3 separate regions of the Zea mays genome follow, and all the other regions are linked to region 1. A link is a contact called in public Hi-C data. All regions are on one chromosome and are shown on one strand. The core of a region is the stretch at or near the end of the contact, and the rest is flanking DNA. Distances in the headings are between cores, read along the strand shown. Region 1 holds the start of LOC100217215 (Pre-mRNA-splicing factor 3). Region 2 holds the start of LOC100277069. Region 3 holds the start of LOC103626973.

Region 1 (3,025 bases), core at 244-2,743:
AGCATGGGCAAAAATGTTATGACATTCCTCAAACAACTTCATATTAGAAACATCATTCAATTCCTCTAAAAGATAACTATACTATTCACCACTACTGGGCAAACATAAACCAATAAGGGACTGCATTAGTCTTGACTGAAGAGTAGCTTGTAAGAATGTATTTATAATAACACGAAAAGCTGCATAATAACAGCATGCTTACAACTTACAGGCGCCAAACAAAGCATATTGTAGACATATGACAGCACAAAACAGTCATAACTATGACTTAGGATCATTGTCATAGCTGCCTTATTCTTACTGAATCTAGGGCAAAAGTTGGCATTGTAATAACATTAGCCACTCAAATCAAGCAACAGTAACTGTTAATCTCCTAAGATATTTTCACAAGGAGACATTCAAGCAATACCACTCAATTTAGATGGCATAAACTTCTTGGGCAGAACTGAACCTTAAAACACAGATTCTGCAGAAAGACTTTAAGCTCTTCAACATTTTCAAGACAGATGATAGATGATGAACTGATATGCCAGGAACTAAAAAAGTACAGCAATCTACCCATTCCATTTCTCCAGGTTTCCATAACCCAGAACCTAGTAGTGTACAAGTGTACAACCATCGCTCACTTGACAAAAAGGTTATACTAGCAATCATAAGCATTCTACTTGCCCAAGCTTCAGTAATCAATGAGAACAAAACAAACGGACCTCAGAAACTGTAATAACACTTACATTAGGCCCATTGCCGTTCTGTGAATCTCCGTTAATTGATAACTCCCCCTTCTGCCCATGAGATGAGATTTCCTTACTCGACTTACTCACATCACCATTCTTCCCATTCGCACCGACATCCTCAAACCTCCGGCGCTCCCGCCTAGGCCTCTCCTCCTTGGGTGGAGGCGGGTCTACGGAGGCCCTGGCCCGCTTGCCCCCTTCGCGGCCGGGCTCGTCCCCGTCGCCACCGCCCTCGTGCCCCTTTCTCTTCCGCGACGGCGACCGCGGCTCGCGGTCGGTGGAGTCGCGGCGCTCGACAAGCTCCCGGGGGCGGCTAGACGAGCGGTCCCGCTTCGCCGAGGGTGGCGGGGACTCGGACGGGGAAACGGAACGTCGGTTCCCGCGGCGGCGATCGTCGTCACCGCCGTCACGGTAGCGGTGGCAACGGCTGTCGTCCTTATCGTGATGGTCACGGTGCCGGCGGTCATCCTCGCCGCCTCTGCCACCGTCCTTGTCGCGGTGGCGGCGGTGGCGACGGTCCTCGTCTCCACCGTCGTGCTGGTGATCCTCGGTGTCGTGGCGACTACGGCGGCGGTGCCGGTCGTCGTCCCGGCCGCGGGATCGGTGGTGCCCGTCGTCGTTGCGAGTGCGCCGTGAGGAGCGATCGCGATCCATGGGCGGGGATGGCAAGGAGAGGGGGCTAGGGTTTGAGTCGGGTTCGCCTACGAGGGAGGAAAGAGATGAAGGATCTGCGGTCGGCGTCGCGTGGGGCGGGTTGAATTGGGCCGTTGGGGATCGTAGTTCCTCGGTGTTACGTTCGTATAAACCAGATCGGGCCTACCGGTATGTAGTGGGCTGGTGTCGGTGGAGGAATGTTTGGGACCACTCTACGAGGCAAGCATCGAGTTTGCGCTCCCATACGAAATTCTGACTATTTTCGCTAGATTTTTCTACAAAACAGTTGTACAATCTGATTATTGTTATTTTACCCATACTTTAGGGGTGTTTGGTTCTCGCCTTCTAAAATTTAGTCACTAAAATTCCCTAAAATAACAAACAGAATAACTAAAATAGATCTTTCAAATAGGATTTATAGGAACTCAAGTTTAGTTTCTAAAATTTAGGAGGGCCTTTACCATTATCAGATAATGTTATACTCTTATATTTATTATTTTCGCTTGAATCAATTGAACTAAACATTGCCAATCAATCGATGTCTTCTTCCTTCTTGTAATTTATCTATAAATAAAATCAATTTTGAGGTAACCAAACTTAATTGGGTCCTCCAATGTTATTAGTTGCAAGACTTTTGAGTACCCAAATTGTCTTCTTCTTTAGGGCAACAATAGGTGCACCGATGAATTTAGTGTCCATACCCTAACACCCCTTTGTAAGTAAATAATAGGAATCAAATTTAATAGAAGATGTGGTTTTGTTCTTGTTCTTGAAATTTTGCTCCAAATATCCAACTTACTTGTATTTTAAGCAAAATGATCATTCCCTTTCATAAAACTAGTTTTGTGAGTTACGAAGATCGTCTTGACAACCTTAAGGGTGTAGCCTAACCCCCTCTTTGTTGAGATAAAACTTTTGTCTATGCAAGCACTTTAGCAAGCATGCCTTATAACCACGAGTGAGATATTATTAGTGAAACTATTTGTATTTCTACAAGGAGTATTAGTAGGAGCAGTACAGGTTTGTGTATAAATAGTATCATCAAGAATATTACTTGTAACACCTATACTTACTATTTCAAGAAGAGGGGCATGAGCTTCTTTCAACTTCTCATAAGTTTCAAAGGATTGCTCAAAAGCTTTGTGCTTCTTGCACAATTCTTTGTATTATTCTCTCTTCTTGTTCAAGAACAAATGAGTCTCTTATGATAGCTTAATGTGTTCCTTAGTAGAGGTCTCCTCTTCACCCTCACTATCACTCTCACTATGAGTCTCATCAAATTGTACCATGGGAATGTGTTTGCCTATGTAGTTTCTCTGCTTACATATTTGAATTATGTATTGTCTTGCACCTTCGGTAATCCACATCCAACTTGGCATATTTGTTCGTTACTTCAAATACATTGCTTGCATATTCTAGAGGTAATCTAATGGAATGCAATGCACATTAGTCTATGTATAAGCCCTAGATTACTATTGCATAATAGTTGCTTTTTGGAATTTGGTCACTTGTGCTTTAAGCTTGATGAACCTTTTCGGATAATCAAATCATGGCTTGTCGTCTAGTTGCATGCAATTCAAGAGATCTCTGTTTGTTTTGATTTTGGGTTGGTATCCTTGGAAGGTTGAAAGTAGCTC
Region 2 (3,025 bases), core at 209-2,708, 230 kb after region 1:
GCAAAAAAACAAATGGTAGAAGCACATTCTGTACAGTTTTCACACCTCAGCCTTCTTCTGCTTGTACACCTCCATCTGCTTGTGGTACTCTTCCTTCTGCTTCCTCGCGACCTCCTCATAGGGAGCCCTCTGACCTTCTGTCATGTTCTTCCATTCTTCCCCGGTGATCTTGCCAATCTGTGGGAACGTACACAATGTCACATCAGAACAAATGGGTACGCATCGACACAACAGAAATTATAACTAAGCAAGCCATTCACCTCAGGTACATTCTTCTTCTCCGCGACCAGCGTGGCACGCCTCTCCTGCGAGTACACGAAGTAGGCCGACATGGGCTGCTTGGGCTTGGAGGGGTCCTTATCCTTCTTGCTCTTCTTCTTCCTCCCCTTCTTGCAGTCACCCTCCTCGGCCTCCTGCCTGAACTTGAGGTACTGATCCAGCAGCTCCTTGGCGGTCCACTGCATCTGCTGCTCCTCGAGAAGCTTCATCGCCTCGGCCTCGCGCTTCTCCTGGCCAACCACCTGCAGGTAGGCCTCCTTCTCCTGGCGGTATCGATCCTCATAGGGCTGCTTCTCCTCGGCGCCCAGAGCCTTCCACTTGGCGCCCAGCGTGTTGGACACCTCCTTGAAGTCGGCCTCAGGGTTCTCCTTCTTGACCTGGAATCGACATGGGCAGCACAATTCGTCAAACACCTGGTGGGCCAACAAGGGAGATGATGCATCGGGCGGATTTGGGAGCTCACCTCGGTCCACTGGTCCTTGAGCCAGAGCACGTACGCCGGGCACGGCTTCTTCCTCTCGTGGCCGCCCTTCCCCTTCTTCTTCTTTCCCTTGTCGTCTGCTTCTTGCTCTTTCTCCAGCAACGACTTGACGAGGGGGAAGCTCTGCAGAAAAAAAATCAGATCAGATCATCAATCGATCAGACAAATTAGGACGCAGATGACCCGCGATGAGGTCCTGAACCGAAGCCAAGGAATCTGGATCTGAACGTACCACGGTAGGCTTGAACTCCTTGGCGCGTTGCGCCTTCCTGAGCTCGGCCTGGAGACGCTCCTGCTCCTTGTCTCTGGTCTCGATCTCCTCCTCCTTCTTCCGGATGACCTCATCCCGCTCCCTAACCATCTCCTCCGCCTTCTCCTTCTCCAGCCGCAGGCGCTCTAGCATCCCCTGCAGCTCGGCTATGTCGTCCACGACCACGGCCGCCGACGCCGCGGCGGCCTTGGCCTTGCTGCTCCTTGACGGCGCCCGCTTCGCCTTCTTCTGCGCTGAGCAGGACGAGAGATCGGCGGCCTGGGCGGCCTTCCCGGCGGAGATGTTAGCCTCGTTGTCGAGCACGGCCACGAGCGCCTTGCGGCCCCGGGCGCTGCCCCTCTTGCTCTCCACCGCGGCGGTCGCCATGGAGCCGGACAGGGTGAGGTAGAGGGAAATCCGAGCGGCGGCGGCGAGGTGGAGATGGTGTGTTTTCGGTGATCTGGTGCGATTGGTTTGACATTTTTATGTACGATACGAGCAGACGGGAGCAGGAGCGTGTAACGGTCAGAATTTTCAAAGTTTGAACGGGAGGTGATGTCGCCGCGTGGGGGCGCGTGCAACGGCTAGCCGACAGTTCACTGGCATGTGAGGCCAGAGGCGGAGGGAAACTGCCACTAAGGTAAGGTGCATGACTGAACTGGCTTTCGTCAACCATAGCTGTATATTTCCTGTTTGAATGAATTTCCTACTGTTGCGATGTGAATGGGCAGAGCTCATCTTTTATCCGTTTGGTTTATTGAAATGGATGGTGGATGAATTTCCTCGCGACGATCCATTTAGGGCTCTGCATTCGGGTTTTTTAAACTTCAGTTCGGTTTTTCGGTTTTAAAAAACTTCGGTTTTCAACATATTAGAAAATTAATGATCGGTTTTCTAGAAAATAAAAAACCGAGAAGCTCAGTTTTGGTTTTTTACTTTGGTTTTTCGTTAAAAACCGAATATCAAACTTATACTTAAGACAACACGTACAACAAGTTCATAATTTCAAAAAGTAAAAATTATATAGGTACAAATATTTAGAGATACATCATATATCACATATACTAGCTGAGTGCCCGTGCGTTGCAACGGTAATATATAATACCAGTATACTACGATAACTTATATATAAAATGTGTGTTATATTGTTATGAGAGAATGTTTCATAATCAATTTGTGATCCTAGTCATACATAAATTTTGTTATTTTAATCTAGTTGTTTCACCACTACATTGCAACCATCAGTATCATGCAGACTTCGATATATGCCACGATTTGTATGGTCTCATCATTGGAGAGCACGTTCCACGTATGCTAGAAGAAATTTTCTCGTACATCGTTAGTCACCAGACACGCACCATCATACGCTCTTGCTTAAACAAAAAGGTAAATGTGTGTGTTTGCGAAGAGAATTAAAGGCAGATCGGCACAAAAGCTACCATGACGGTGGCGAGGATGACGAACTGGTCACTGTTGTCGATCCTCCTCTGTGTCACCTCCAACGCTAAGATGATGCCACAATCCTCGATATAGTAGTCGTCGAACGCGCGCGACATGACGAGTACCGATGACTCTTGGTTGGGCTGCCAAACGAAGTGTACCCCGGGCTCATCAGCGAGGTAGTACCCCTGGCCATTGCACCACCAGATGCGCTACTCCACTACATACATCATGTTCGAGGACACTCACACAACGTCAACAACGTCCATCGTCCCAGCGCACAAGAATTCATGTCCGGTCAGTAGCGACTTATGTGGTAGGTTGGGCTTCAGGTGGACGATGAGCTAGACGACGTGATGGCGTCGTCGTCGGATGCGGTGTCCAGAACAACCCGAGAGTCGTCGATGTTGGCGACAACCATGAGGCCTCCCTGCTTAATGATGGACAGTGCGGTGCAGCTGCTCTGGACCGCGTCCAAGTGGTGGCTTCGCGGGAGCTTGTCGTACACAGCGGCGCATGCGACCACGTAGGACTGCTTCTAGAGGTCGAACTGATAGTCGCTAAGCTTCTTCTCG
Region 3 (3,025 bases), core at 303-2,802, 170 kb before region 1:
CGCTGGGCGCGGCCCATGCTGCTTCGCCTTGGGCCTTACCGGTCATAGCAAACAGAGATGATGGGAGGGGGTTAGTGCATGCCATGTGGGTCCAGCTACACCAACAAACGGCGTTGGCCGGCTTGTTGACCGCAATGGCACAGAGGGGAACAAAATCTAAAATTGATGGTATAGAAGGAATGCTATAATTTCTAATGACACGTAAAGTATCAGTATAATTTTTAGTGGCATAGAGGGAATTAACTCTAAACATTTGATACGTCACAAACTAACCAAACACCGGGGTAGCAGGTGGCGAAAGGTTCGATTCGGACATCCTGTCCCTGACCGGCCGGCCTGGGCACGTTTGCGTGGGAGACAGGTCCACAGCCGCCACTGGCTGACGACTTCTTTTCCCTCAGCCGTGACGCTTGGTCGGATAAGCAAGCAAGGAAAAATGGAGGCTTGGAAAGATCCACGGCCGACAAATCCCGCGCGTGCAAGTCTTTTTTTTTCTTCATTTTTTTCCCCATTTCTGGAATCTTACCTACGGCAAGCCGATAAACTGCAGAAATACCTTGACAATAGTAGCGTAATAGTGATGGTATTTGGGCATGAATAAATAGTATCCGAATAATAGAACCTTCTAACTAATGCAGTGGTGTCTGGTAACGAACGGCAGCGGCCACACGCAAATGCAGCTCCCCGCGGCCACGTATCGGCGACGGCGGACTAGACAGCAGGACACGACATGAAGCAGAGCATCATCACTTGGCACACGCGGTTGTGAGGAGGCCGATGAGGGCGAAGGAGACGATGACGATGGCCAGCGACGCCGCCCGCGCCAGCTTGCCGAAGCGGCGGGCGAGAGCCATGACCATGACGCCGACGGACACGCTGACGCGGTGTTTGTAGAGGCCGCCACCGAGCGTGGGAAGGAGGACGAAGGCGGCGAGGACAAACAGCCCCACGACCGCGAAGCCCAGGATCCGGGTCGAAGCAGGGGCGGCGCAGAGCACACGCCTGACGAAGGGGATGGCGGCGGCGGCGGCGACGGCGACAAGGGCCGATACCACACCGCTTTTCCCGGCGAGGACGTCGACAGTACGGTAGAGCAGGCCGCCGGCGCCGGGCGCGGTCAGGAAGAGGCACGCGGAGACGAGCAGGGCAGCGCCGAGGGACACGACGAGAGTCAGCAGGGCGAAGAGGTCCGCGCGCGGCGCGTCACCGCCCACGCCCGCGGCGGCTCCGAGTCCGCCGGGCGCCTTGCGGACGAAACGCGCCAGCAGCATGGTGCCGAGAGCGTAGGCCGTGGCCACGGCCATGGCGAGCACGCAGGCGGCGATGTCGAGGAGTGGGCTTCGCGGCCGCCCCGCGACGGCGTCGAGCAGCTGGCGCAGCGCGTCGGGGAATCCCAGCGCCCCGGCGCCGAGAGCCAGGACGATGACCCCCGGAATAGGGCCGGTGCCTGCCATTCGTTCGCGCTGTTCCCCCGTTCGTTCTGCTCACCTGCTGCTCAGTGTGAAGTTTATAGGAATCGGATAGCTTGTTTCCCAGAGACGGCCATCTATTATTTATACAAGATGCAGCCTGCAGGCAGAGGCTGTATGCCACTATGCCTGCCCGGCGGACAGGACATGCCGGCGGTGCGGTGGTCCCCACTTTGCCTTCCAGTCCGTGTCCCAGGAACCGAACGTGCACGATCCACGTGCACCAGTTTTGATCTCCAATTTTCAAAGTACAGGCACGTGTCCAACACGGCAACACCAGCCCACCACCGGAAGTTGTGCGACGATGTATTGCTATTGCTATGTAGAGGCACCACGGTTTAGACTGTCCGTAGCGGTTCCTCTAAATTTCTCTCACAATATCAAATTTTCGCGTTACATCATCACATTTTATCTTATACTTTTTTATTTCCCGCAGAAGTCTTTTCTATATTCTTCCACTATATCTCAATACAATTATAAAATATCATTATCCAACCCTATTCATCATTTATTACCATTTTTTTCTTCACAAATTAAAAAACCACCGCACAAATAAACGGTGAAAGGGGCGGCGGACTCGCTGGCAGCAACGTGTTTCTGTTCACTTCCGACGCCTCGGGGGCTTTGCCCCTGTTTGTTTCGGCTTTTCGCAGCTTCTAGCCACCAAAAGCTAATGCGAACTGCCAAACACTCAGCTTTTCAGCTAGCTTCTATAAAATTCGTTTGGATAAAAACCATTAAAATCAACATAAACATATAATCGGTTGAGTCGTCGCAATAGTAGTAATCCATCACTTTATAGATCCTGAGCCCCATGGACAACTTTATCTTCCTCCGTACGTAATCTTAATGATACTCAAATTCTCTACATAGTCGGATTCTCTCCACAGCTAGATTCTCGGAAAAGCCGAACCAAACAGTTTGCAGGGTACCGTGCTGCGCGCGCAGGGGCGCCCCTGTCAACCACTGCGGTTAGTCTGACTCTCAGGACTAGTTTAGAAATCCTAATTTTCTAAAAGATTTCTATTTTTCCAAGAGAAAATGAATTATTTTTTTTTGAGAAAATAAAAATTTAATATAAAATTAGGGTTTCCAAACTAGCCCTCAGTGTTGACGAAAGGCTCGGTTTTATCTCTTGGCCTTTACCGGCCGCCCCCTAGCCTCGACAGGTTTGTGTGCCAGAGCCACTGGCCGACTGAACGACTGCATTTTCTCCCCCACATTCGCTGGCTTGGAAAGATCTGTCAGGTCGTTGATGGCGAACCAACTTTGCTTGTTTGAGAACAAGAGAAGCCAACCGCAGAATCTCTAAGTTGTTTTTTTAATTTTAGTGTAGACTGTACCTTGTATTTGAAGCGATATGGGAAGAGATCTTTGTTGGTCATCTATTTTAGTTCCTGAAAAAAAAACAGGACAACACTATTTATCTTCCTACCGAGGGATAAGATGAAGTGACGAAGGTTTTTTATTCATGAATAATGTATAGAGGGGAAGATAACGAGATTGGATACGAAGGTGTGGCGGTCAAGCCCTCTCTTTCATTATTGTTCTTTTGT

The links. Hi-C and Micro-C count contacts between places; a contact is called where the count stands out from the background.
Region 2: a Hi-C map of endosperm shows a contact between it and region 1, with 2.8 times the contacts expected there. The contact joins the promoter of LOC100277069 here to the promoter of LOC100217215 in region 1. A contact is called at or near these places in 3 of 25 Hi-C or Micro-C datasets (ear, endosperm and leaf).
Region 3: a contact with region 1 is called in a Hi-C map of leaf, with 6 times the contacts expected there. The contact joins the promoter of LOC103626973 here to the promoter of LOC100217215 in region 1. A contact is called at or near these places in 7 of 25 Hi-C or Micro-C datasets (bundle sheath, ear, leaf and 2 more).

What each region holds. Positions count from the first base shown.
Region 1 is chr5:143,084,994-143,088,018 of Zm-B73-REFERENCE-NAM-5.0, reverse strand. LOC100217215 (Pre-mRNA-splicing factor 3) reads right to left here and starts at 1,493. Exons shown (of 6, transcript NM_001359704.1): 1 at 732-1,493. The coding sequence starts at 1,388.
Region 2 is chr5:142,859,701-142,862,725 of Zm-B73-REFERENCE-NAM-5.0, reverse strand. LOC100277069 reads right to left here and starts at 1,458. Exons shown (of 7, transcript NM_001150736.1): 1 at 993-1,458; 2 at 743-883; 3 at 261-656; 4 at 46-177. The coding sequence starts at 1,397.
Region 3 is chr5:143,259,888-143,262,912 of Zm-B73-REFERENCE-NAM-5.0, reverse strand. It overlaps LOC103626973, which reads right to left and starts at 1,552. Exons shown (of 1, transcript XM_020537726.2): 1 at 474-1,552. The coding sequence starts at 1,454. The coding sequence ends at 747.